Linked DNA regions of Sus scrofa: region 1 is linked to region 2. The links are chromatin contacts, called in public HiChIP or PLAC-seq maps. All regions are on one chromosome and are shown on one strand. Each heading gives the region's core, a stretch centred on a gene start, on an enhancer-like site or on the middle of the called end of the contact. The rest is flanking DNA. Distances are from core to core; before and after follow the strand shown. Region 1 has its middle 61 kb from the start of RASGEF1B. Region 2 holds the start of LOC102163780 (vesicle-associated membrane protein 714-like).

Evidence for each region. HiChIP or PLAC-seq counts read pairs in DNA pulled down with a chosen protein or histone mark.
Region 1: a contact with region 2 is called in an H3K27ac HiChIP or PLAC-seq map of skeletal muscle, with 18 times the contacts expected there. The contact joins the enhancer-like site here to the promoter of LOC102163780 in region 2. A contact is called at or near these places in 2 of 5 promoter capture datasets (fetal skeletal muscle and liver), 27 of 47 Hi-C or Micro-C datasets (adipose tissue, alveolar macrophages, blood and 13 more) and 2 of 2 datasets of contacts at active chromatin or transcription factors (alveolar macrophages and skeletal muscle).

Annotation. Positions count from the first base shown.
Region 1 is chr8:136,614,383-136,619,376 of Sscrofa11.1, forward strand. No RefSeq gene overlaps it. Among named protein-coding and RNA genes, the nearest start is that of RASGEF1B, 61 kb to the left of the region's middle. Within about 2 kb of position 3,324, at least 12 of the 83 cell types and tissues checked have an H3K27ac peak or open chromatin away from gene starts, as enhancers often do. A contact at or near this core is called in adipose tissue, fetal liver, fetal skeletal muscle and 1 more, where this site is marked.
Region 2 is chr8:135,893,051-135,897,834 of Sscrofa11.1, forward strand. It overlaps LOC102163780 (vesicle-associated membrane protein 714-like), which reads right to left and starts at 2,623. Exons shown (of 6, transcript XR_002346908.1): 1 at 2,129-2,623. It also overlaps a transcript of RASGEF1B not described here.

The DNA.
Region 1 (4,994 bases), core at 2,074-4,573, 720 kb after region 2:
CCAGGTCGTTAACCCACTGAGCAAGGGCAGGGATCGAACCCGGAACCTCATGGTTCCTAGTCGGATTCGTTAACCGCTGCGCCACGATGGGAACTCTTAGTTTTTTGTTTTTGCTTTTTCTTTTTACAGCTGCATATGGAAGTTCCTGGATCAGGGGTCAAGTTGGAGCTGCAGCTTTAGGCCTAGGCCACAGCCATAGCACCACTGGATCCTTACACCACTAAGCAAGGCCAGGGATCGAACCTGCATCCCCACAGAGACCTCAGGTCCAAAACCCACTGAACCTCAGCAGACACTCCAAGTCTAGTTCCTTGAGTTCGACTCTGTGGAACTCCCGTCAAACCGAAGATTCGATTCACTCAGTCCCTGTTTAAAGCGTCCGCGGCTCCTTCCTCCCCAGGTCGCCTTGCGCCCACGTACTGGGATCCTTGTCCTGCACACGTGGTGGATCCTGAGTGCAGGGAGCCCTCAGGGCCCAGGAAACACAGGCTTCCCTTTAAAGAGCCTGGGGACCTTGTCTAAAGCCTGTCTACCTCCGGACATGGAACTCCTGCTTCTTTGCAGCGGTAAGGGGGAAATCGATAATAAAACTGGAAAAATTCTTTTTAGGAAATCACATTTCAAACAATGTGTAAGAAATAGGGCCACTGATTTCCACTTTTCTTTTTTTTTTTACTTTTTAGGGCTGCACCCATGGCATATGGAGTTTCCCAGGCTAGGGGTCAAATCCTAACTGTACCACCGGCCTACACCTCAGCCACAGAAACTCGGGATCCAAGCCTTGTCTATACCACAGCTCACGGCAACGCCGGGTCCTTAACCTACTGAGCGAGGCCAGGGATGGAACCTGCATCCGCCTGGATACTAATCATTAGCGGCTCGTTATCGCTGAACCACAGTGGGAACTCCTGATTACTACTTTCCAAAGTAAACACCTTGAAAGGCGGGAAGCCATCAACTGGAAAGCTGGGAAATTCCTACACGACTTCAGTTTCTCCCAATATTTTACTTCTTTCCTGCAGGTCCCAAGTGTCGCCTACCTTCTTTAACAGCAGAGCAGTTAAGAACAGCGATCCCTCTGGCGCATCCCGCCGGCTCCCGATTTTCTGGGGAAATGCTCCCTCTCAGCAGCCAGCAGAGGGCGGCAGAGGGCGGGCTCAGCCTCAGCCCCTTTCCGCTCAGCGGATCCACCTCCAGGCGATCCTCGGCTTTGCTTATCTTCAATCTGCCATTTAAGAGCAATGGACTCATAGATGCTTCAGTTTCAGAGGGAGCAGTGCTACGGACCGTTCTGTTTCTTAGGAAATTCTTAGATGGTCTCAGCCTGAGTTTCAGGTAAATGCAGAAGAAAGAGCAGGGGCACATAAAGCCATTTCGGTGTCAAGGGTCGTAATACTGCCAGGAGAGGAATGTGTGTGAGGGGGTTTCTATAACATCTCCCCAAATTACTTTTTTCCCTCATTTTTAAAGTTGTATTGAAGTTGAGTTGGTTTATAATGTTGTGGTCATTTCTGCTGCACAGCAATGGGATTCAGTTACACATGTACACACATCCATTCTCGCCGTATTCTTTTTTTTTTTTTTTTTTTCTCCTTTTAGGGCCACACGTGCAGCGTATGGAAGTTCCCAGGCCAGGGAGCCAATCTGAGCTGCAGCTGCCGGCCTACGCCACAGCCTCGGCAACACCGGAACCTTAACCCACTACCCAAGGCCAGGGATTGAACCCGTATCTTCATGGATCCTAGGCAGGTTCTTAACCCCTGAACCACAGTGGGAACTCCCTGTCAGATTCTTTTCTCACATAGATAATCACAGAATACTGGGTAGATTCCCTGTGCTATACAGCAGGTCCCCCTGGCCAGCCATTCTGTACACCTCAGTGTGCCTAGGCCAGTCCCAAACCCCCCGTTCATCCAAAGATGACTTTGCCAAGTTTAGAGTCAGAGGTCAGGTGAGTGGATGGTGTGGCAGTGACGCCTCCTGTTACCCGGAAGTGCTCCGTCAGCACACTCAGAGCCATTGCCTTCAGAGGGGGCCTGGTCTCCATTACCGCCTGGGGTTCCTACTTTGTTCCTGAGAGATGTTTCTGCATATCTGGGGGTGCCCGCCCCTGGGCCCCGCACCGCTCCCCACCAGCCCGTCACTCACGAGTCCCGTAGGGGTGCCCTCCTGACACCATCTCCTTCTGGTCGGTGACAAATGCAGTTTGCCTGCCCATCCCTCCCCGTCTCCACAGCCCAGGCATCTGCCGGCTCCTTGAAAACATTTGGATCAGAAGCGGGTCCTTGAGCTGGCAGGCGGTGTGGACAGTTCCTCTTCCATGGGCAGAGAAGAGTCAGCTGGCGGGGCGACCATCCCACAGCGAGCGTCTGGGTCTGACTCTGTCCTCACAGACGCCAGGGACCAAAGATCCCGGACGGCACGTTCCCTCTTCTGATGCTTCCGGGCAGAAACGAGGAAGCCTGCCCTGGAGCTCAGGGGACCTGTGACCACCTGAACCGGAATGTAGATGGCCTGCGATGTGCCTTTGTGTGTGTGTTGCTGTGTATTTTCCCTGAAGAGCAGGTCTGTGTATTCCTAGAGATTGCGAGGAGTCAGAATTCCTCCAGCGTTTGCTAAGCGGCTTCCTGGAGTGTAACCATTCGATTCCTCAGGCCGGCAAGTGGTCTTCTTGGGATTCCAACACCTACGCGCCAGGCAGGTCCACACAGAGGCCCATCTCACCGTCTCCACGACTGGGCAAGGTCCCCGGGACGCCCTGCTTCATGGACGGGACAGTGGAGGCCCGGAGAGGTCAAGTAACCCGCCCGGCAAAACCAGGTTTTCTGGATCCCAAATCGCTGGGTCGCAAGGACCTCCGGCCGAGGTCGTGGCCATCTGCTCGGAGCTCTGAGAGGGCCTGACGGGGACGCCTCTGAAAGAGGGCGCTGTAGGTGCACCTGCAGGCAGCCGACTCACTTCTCTGCAGCCCCGAAACTAACGCAGCATCGGGGGTCGCCTAGACGCCCGTAACATTCATAAAACAAAACGAAACAAAAAAGTCGATATTCGGATAAGGGCCGGCAAACCTCAGAGCTATTGAGGGTTCGGTTCCGGACCAAAAACCATATACATGCAGCCTGTGGACGGTGCCAGGCTGGGGGGGACTCGGAGCTGCAGCTGCCGGCCTGCCCCTCAGCCTCGCGGGATCCGAGCTGCGTCTGCGACCCGCGCGGCGGCTTAAACTTAGCCGGCAACTTCCCCGGCCCAACCCGCGGGGTGCGGCCCGGGGTCCAGCGCACACCCGATGGACACTGTGTGCTGCTCTTCACCCGTGAACCCCCGGGGGAACGCATGCTTTACCAACATTTAGAAAGCAGAGCGAGTCACGTGAGAGTTGGAGCCCAGCCTGCTCCCGAGGAAGATCGGAAGCTCCAGCCGCGGGTCTGCAGGCCCGGGCTCCCCCCATCGATCGAGGAGGCCTGGGGCGGAGTAGCCGGCCCTCTAGCTCTCTGCCACCCTCCCGGGCTCTCCTCCTGGCCCGCCCGCCCTCCTCCGCCTCTGGGGGCCTTGGTGTCTGAATTTTCGGCTCCCGCCTTCTCCCGCTCTTTCCTTCCCTCTCCGTCCCCTGGTCCCCACTCCCCCATCCCTCCATCCTGAGAACTGGGGCGGGAGAGGCAGGAGGCCCAGAGGCTGCCTCCCCACCAGGGCGGGAGCTCCGCGAGGAGGAGGGCCAGGTGGCCCAGGGCATCCCCTGGTCCCTCAGTGTCACCTTCCTAGCGTGTCCCTTAAAAAGAGAAGGAACGAGCTGACACACACACGGGTTTTCAATGCCAGTTTTATCCCAGCTGTCTTGTCTCTCAACACAAACAACAGCAGAGGGACTCGGCGGTGCTGAGAAGACAGCTGCAAGGACTCTGACTCGGTCCGTGTCTTCCTGTCCCCTGGACACGGCCAGACACTCGCACCCTGGGTTCCTTGGCTGCAGCAGGCTTTCTGGGACTCTGGGCCTGTGATTCTTTGATTTCAGCATTTGACTCGTGTGAGGGTGAGCATAGAACGTGATTGGCTGTTCTGCTGTGGACTTATTTTATGGATATTTTTAAAGTGTGACTTATGGTAAAATTACATCCATATATATATTACATACATAAAATACATACACACACACACATATATCATGAGGACTTGGGTTCGATCCCTGGCCTTACTCAGTGGGTTAAGGATCTGGTGTTGCCTTGAGCTGTGGTGTAGATCGCAGATGCAGCTAGGATCCCGAATTGCAGTGGCTGAGGCGTAGGCTGGCAGCTGCCACTCTGATTCAGCCCCTAGCCTGGGGACCTCCCTATGCAGCAAGTGCAGCCCTAAAAAGAAAAAATAAAAACATAAATAAATAAATAAACAATAAACAAAGCTTAGGAGTTCCCTCGTGGCTCAGCCAGTTAAGGATCCAGCATTGTTGCTGCTGTGGCTCAAGTCACTGCTATGGCGCAGGTTCTGTCCTTGGGCCTGGAACTTCTGTAAGCCGTGGGCACAGCCAAGACAATTAAATAGGTTTTTTTAGTGTGTCAAAAAAAAGTTCCAACATACCCTGCTTTCTCTTTTGCAAGTCTGGAAGGCAAGAGATGCGAAGGAAGGTTTGCCCTAGAGAGACGGCGTGACTAGGGATCCCGTCCCAGTGGCCAAAGTGCACGCACCAACTCCACGACCAGCTTTCTCCCTCAGTTCAGGGGTGAGAAGAGTTGAAGATCAGTCCTCAGGGAGAGGGTGGATGTGTGACTCCGCAGGAAACCCAGGAGGCCCTGCAGGTGGCCGGCGCTTCGTGCCCCGCTCTGTCCGACGGGCTTGTCTTACATAGAACGTGGCTCCAGTGCGTTTGCTGAGTGGAAACCTGTCTTCCCACCGGAACTGAGCACCCGCGGCAGAGACGTGCCGTTGGGATCTCTGGCTGATCTTCGGTAGAGAGGGCCTCGAAATTCACTGATCTGCACCCATTCACTACATTTGCCGTCGTG
Region 2 (4,784 bases), core at 1,373-3,872:
AAGGATGAGGTCTGGGAGATCAGTTGGGAGGCATTCTCAGTCATCCTGGTGAGAAGTAACGAGGGCCTTGAAGAAGATGTGGTTCAGACACAAGGAGATGGATTCAAGACACACTCAGGAGATGGGAGTTGATAGAGCCTGGTGGCAAAGGACAAATGTGAGGGTGAAGAAGAGGGAAAGATGGGAGGTGCCCCGTTTCCAGCTTGCATGCCTCGGCAGAACTACGCAGCAGGATTAGACACACATGGGGAGGCATCTGCTGGGAAAGAATTAAGTTAGTGCTGGACACTACATGCTTGAACATCTATCAGGCAATCTAACCGTAGAGGGAGACTACTTTGGAAGGGGAGTGGGCAGTCATCAAAGTAACGGGGTCCGTGGGTGTGAATGAATGTGTCAAGTTAAAAGAGGGCTGAAGACAGAACACTGAGAAACACAGCATCTAAGGGCCGGGCACAGAGGAGAGCCCCAGAGACCAGGTTCCAGGTCTATGCCCACACCCCCTCTTTCCCCAAGAGAAAGACGCCTTCCTCTAATCCAAGACTCGCATCTCGACTGCCACCCACCCTGGATTCCTCTAACCCAAGGCGCACACCTCGACTGCCACCCTGGATTCCCTTCCTTTGTGCTCCTTCAGGTCTTTCTCCACCCCTGAGCCTTTAGTCTTCAGCCTCTTCTCCCCTCCATCAGGCGATGCACGTGTTTTCTTGTATTAAAAAACGAAGCCCTTTCCCGGACTATGCTTCTTCTTCTTTTCACCCCATCTCATTCTCTTTCTAAACTCTGGAAAGAATTGCACGCTCTCTACTCCCTCATTTCCCATTCGCTCGGCCTAACGCAATCTGGCTTCTGCCTCTACCTCTCGTGTCACCTAATGGATGAGTCCAATGAACACCTTGTAGGTTTTCTTCAACTTCCCTGGGGCTTAGACATTCTTGTAATTTTCTTCTCTTGGCCTTCAGAACCTCATGGCTCTCATATGGGGACCCACTTCTCTTTGCTATTCCCAGCAGTGTTCTGCCTTTTGCTGCTCTTCTCCAGACTCTTCTCGGGCCGTCTTGCCTACCTCAAGCATCTTTAACTGTTAGCTCTGACCCTCTGAGGGCTACCTATTGGCCATTTTTATGACTTGTTTTGGAAGTAAGACGGAGGAATAAATATACATATACTGGCTATTTCTAACTGGCAACAAAATTTAACCTGTCCCAAACTGTACTCCCCTCCTCCTCCCCTGCACTTCCTCTGACTCCTTCCCTCACAATCCTGCTCCTCTGTATGTAGTTTCTATCATGTTTAATGTCGCCTAAGAAAAAAATTTTGACAAATCTTCACATTGTACACCTTACACAATGTTATATGTCAATTATATCTCAATAGAGCTGGGGGGGAAAAGATTAAAAAAAAAGAAAAAAAAAGTTGAGGCTCAGCCTCGGCATGGCTCTGATCCCTATCCCACATATTCGACCAGTCATTAACTCCTGAAGGTTATTTTACAAAGTCTCTTCAGGATCTGCCCCTGTCCCCCTTTCCTGCTGCAGGTCATTGCCTGAGCTCAGGCCCTGAGGTCCTAGATAAACAACAACGATATCCTTCTAGCTGGTTCTCTTCCCTCCAATCCACCTTCTCTATTGAAACTAGACCAAATCTCCCAGAAGATGGATCAGATTTTGCTGTTCTTCTACTGTAAATCTTTAATTGCTCCCTGGTTTCTCTAGGATAAGAAAACAAACTGCATATAAGACCCTTCATTAATTATTCTTGGTCCACTTTTCTGACCTCATCTTTAGTACCTACATACTGTGCTCTGCTCCAGCCACACTGAATTCCTGAGGTTCCCCAAGCACACCATGCTGTTCCCTCTGCATAGAGGGCCCATTCCCCTTCCCCGGGCCAGGCTACAGCTGACTTGTAATGCTTCTAAGCCAAGCACCCGACCACCACCTCCTCTGTGGCTGGCAAGCCAGCCTTTCTTTCCAGAATGCTAGAGTAGCAATCATGATCCACCTGCACTGAAATGCTTTTTACACAGTAAGACATCTGAATGCAGCCTTTGGGTATAAATGGACAACGTGCTCCTGAAGTGACAACTCCAGGCGCCGCCTTCTCTTCATTGTTGCATCCCTCATACCTTTACTCCGGGATTGTGCGACTAACATGTATTCAATAAATGTGCGTTGAATCGCAGGCCATGTCTGGGGGGAGAGAACATCTTGAAGGGTCTCTGGAATTAAACAGGAAGCGACCGCCAAGCAGGTGGCGTGCAGCACCAGCCCCAACCGCTGGGCGGCGCACTGGCGGCTCTGCCGTTCGGAGCGGGAGCGGCTCGGGGCAGGGATTCCCCGTCTCACTGGACAGGCCGCTCTCGGGGGCGGGGCCTCGCGCCCCCACAGCCCGCTCAGGGCAGCCCCTCAGCGCCGAGGCCCGAGCGGCGGGTGGAACCGGCGAAGGCCGAAGTGCCGCCGCAGGGGTACCTGGTATGAGCCGCCGGTCAGGGCCAGCTCCGCTAGGACCGCTCGGCCACGTGCGATGCAGCTGTAGGTGATCGGCATCGCGGGCGGCCGGCGAAGGAAAGGCTCCGCGGTCCCAACCGCCCGCGACAGCCTCGGGGCGGCGACTGGGGCGGGGCTGCGCGAGAGGGTGGTGTCTGCGCAGGCGCGGGGAGCGAGTGATTGGCAGGGAGGGAGGCGGGGCCGGCGCACGGGGGGGGCGAGTGATTGGCAGGGAGGGAGGTGGGGCCGGCGCGGGGGGGGGGGCCGCGAGTGATTGGCAGGGAGGGAGGCGGGGCCGGCGCGGGGGGGGGCGGGCCCGAGTGATTGGCAGGGAGGGGGGCGGGGCCGGCGCGCGGGGGGGGCGAGTGATTGGCAGGGAGGGAGGCGGGGCCGGCGCGGGGGGGGGCGAGTGATTGGCAGGTAGGGAGGCGGGGCCGGCGCGGGGGGGGGATGATTGGCAGGGAGGGAGGCGGGGCCGGCTGTTGCCGGGGCTGAGCCTGTGATGAGGCCCCGACGAGGTTTCTGGAACAAGTGGCTTCGGGTGAGTGACGCCTTTTTCGCGGTCGTCCTTAAAATCACGTAGGAGCCCGTTACTTCACCGTGTTGACCTACATGGGATTCAGTCGCAGCCTAGGACACGTAAAAGAGAGACCTCGACTTCAAGTAAAACCCGTGCGTTAGCTCAACGGGCATTTGCTGAAGCCCCCACGCGCTCGCCGGGCGCCTGGACGGACGCGTGTGCGGAGGCCGAGGCTGCAGACCCTGACCGGGGGAGGGCATGGTCTGGTGGTGGTCACGGAGGCACGTGCAGACAAGTGCCAGCCTCGGGTGCCCGGCGGTCGCCGCGAGGCCAAATGCAAGGTGAAGGCATCGCCGCAGCTGGCGCGGAGGCCGCTGGCTCTCCCGGGAGCAGAAGCGGGGTTTCCGCAGTCAGGGCCGGGGTGGAGGACGGTGGCGCAGGGCAGGCAGACGGAGCAGCTGTGGCGGCTTGGACGTGGGCACTGCGCTCCGGGTTGGCTGAGGGTGCGGCGCAGAGGCAGGGTGTGCGGCAGCGGGGGCAGGTTTGAGAGGCGGGCGAGTCCTAGACCTTGAGTTCCTGGACAAGAATGTTTTAAAGACTAAGTTTCAGATAGGCTTAGATGTTTCCATTGGCAAGGGGTTGTGGCAGAGTGGAAAGAAGTCGGACCCTTGGATCCAAGATACAGGCACGGCCGTTTACTCTGTGCCTTTGCTGTAACTTAACCTTTCTAGACTCCATGTGCCAATCTGTAAAATGGGGATAGTCGTCCAGTTTAAATTAAATAATTACGCAGCATACTGTAGATGTGTGGTTGCAGTTTTTATGGTGATAAGGTTTTTATGGTGATGGGAATTACTGGTTTGTTCCTAATGGTATAAATTTAAAGGAGAAATAATTGATGGCCTTCTGGGGTGCCTGGCACGAGGTGAAGACAGGTAGTCGATTGAGTTTATTTTAACTCAGTGCAGGCAAATTGGATTTGACAAGCAAGCAGCAAAACTGGTCTAGACTATATAGCTCCTGGGAAAAATGCTTGGTTGAATCGTTTGTCCTTTTATGTAAAGGAAATCGTGAATCAACTTGGGGATAATATCTTGCATTACAGGTGGGAAGACTGAATTACGAGCACTGGTTACATCACTTAGATGTGGGAAAATGAAATACGTGGATTCTGAGGTCATGCGTTGGTATGGCCTTTCTTACAGTAAAACTAAGCTTAATGAACTTGGCCACACTTGTGTTGCTCCTTCTGTTTCGTAAATCGTGGGGCTGAAAGCCACTGGGCAGTGAAATCATGAGCTGCAGTAACGACAACAAGCATCCGATAGTTGGAGAAGTGGATGTGGGGTCGTCCCCCTCTCAGTGTCACCTCCTCATGTGGAGACAGTCCTCTCAAGCGAGTGTGGTGGGTTAGCCTTGCACAGCCCACAAATTCAGGCGTACGGCAACAGAAAATGTAATTTGTAACACAACTCTTATCTTTTTTTTTTTTTTTTTTTTTTGCCCATGTCCTCAGCATGCCGAAGTTCCTGGGTGAGGGGTCACACCTGAGCCACAGCAGTGACAACATCAGATCCTTAACTGTTAGGCCACCAGGGAACTCCTTAAAAATTAAAAAAAAAAAGCTATCTTTTTTGTGAACCTCATATTATCTGGTATTTGTTTTGAGCTTAGCCTAGTCAACGGGAGGTTTCCTCGGTGAACTCAGGATTCGCCCGTTCTCTCCTTTCTCCACGGGGTGCCACCTGTGCGCGAGGACCTCGGTGGAGGGGGAG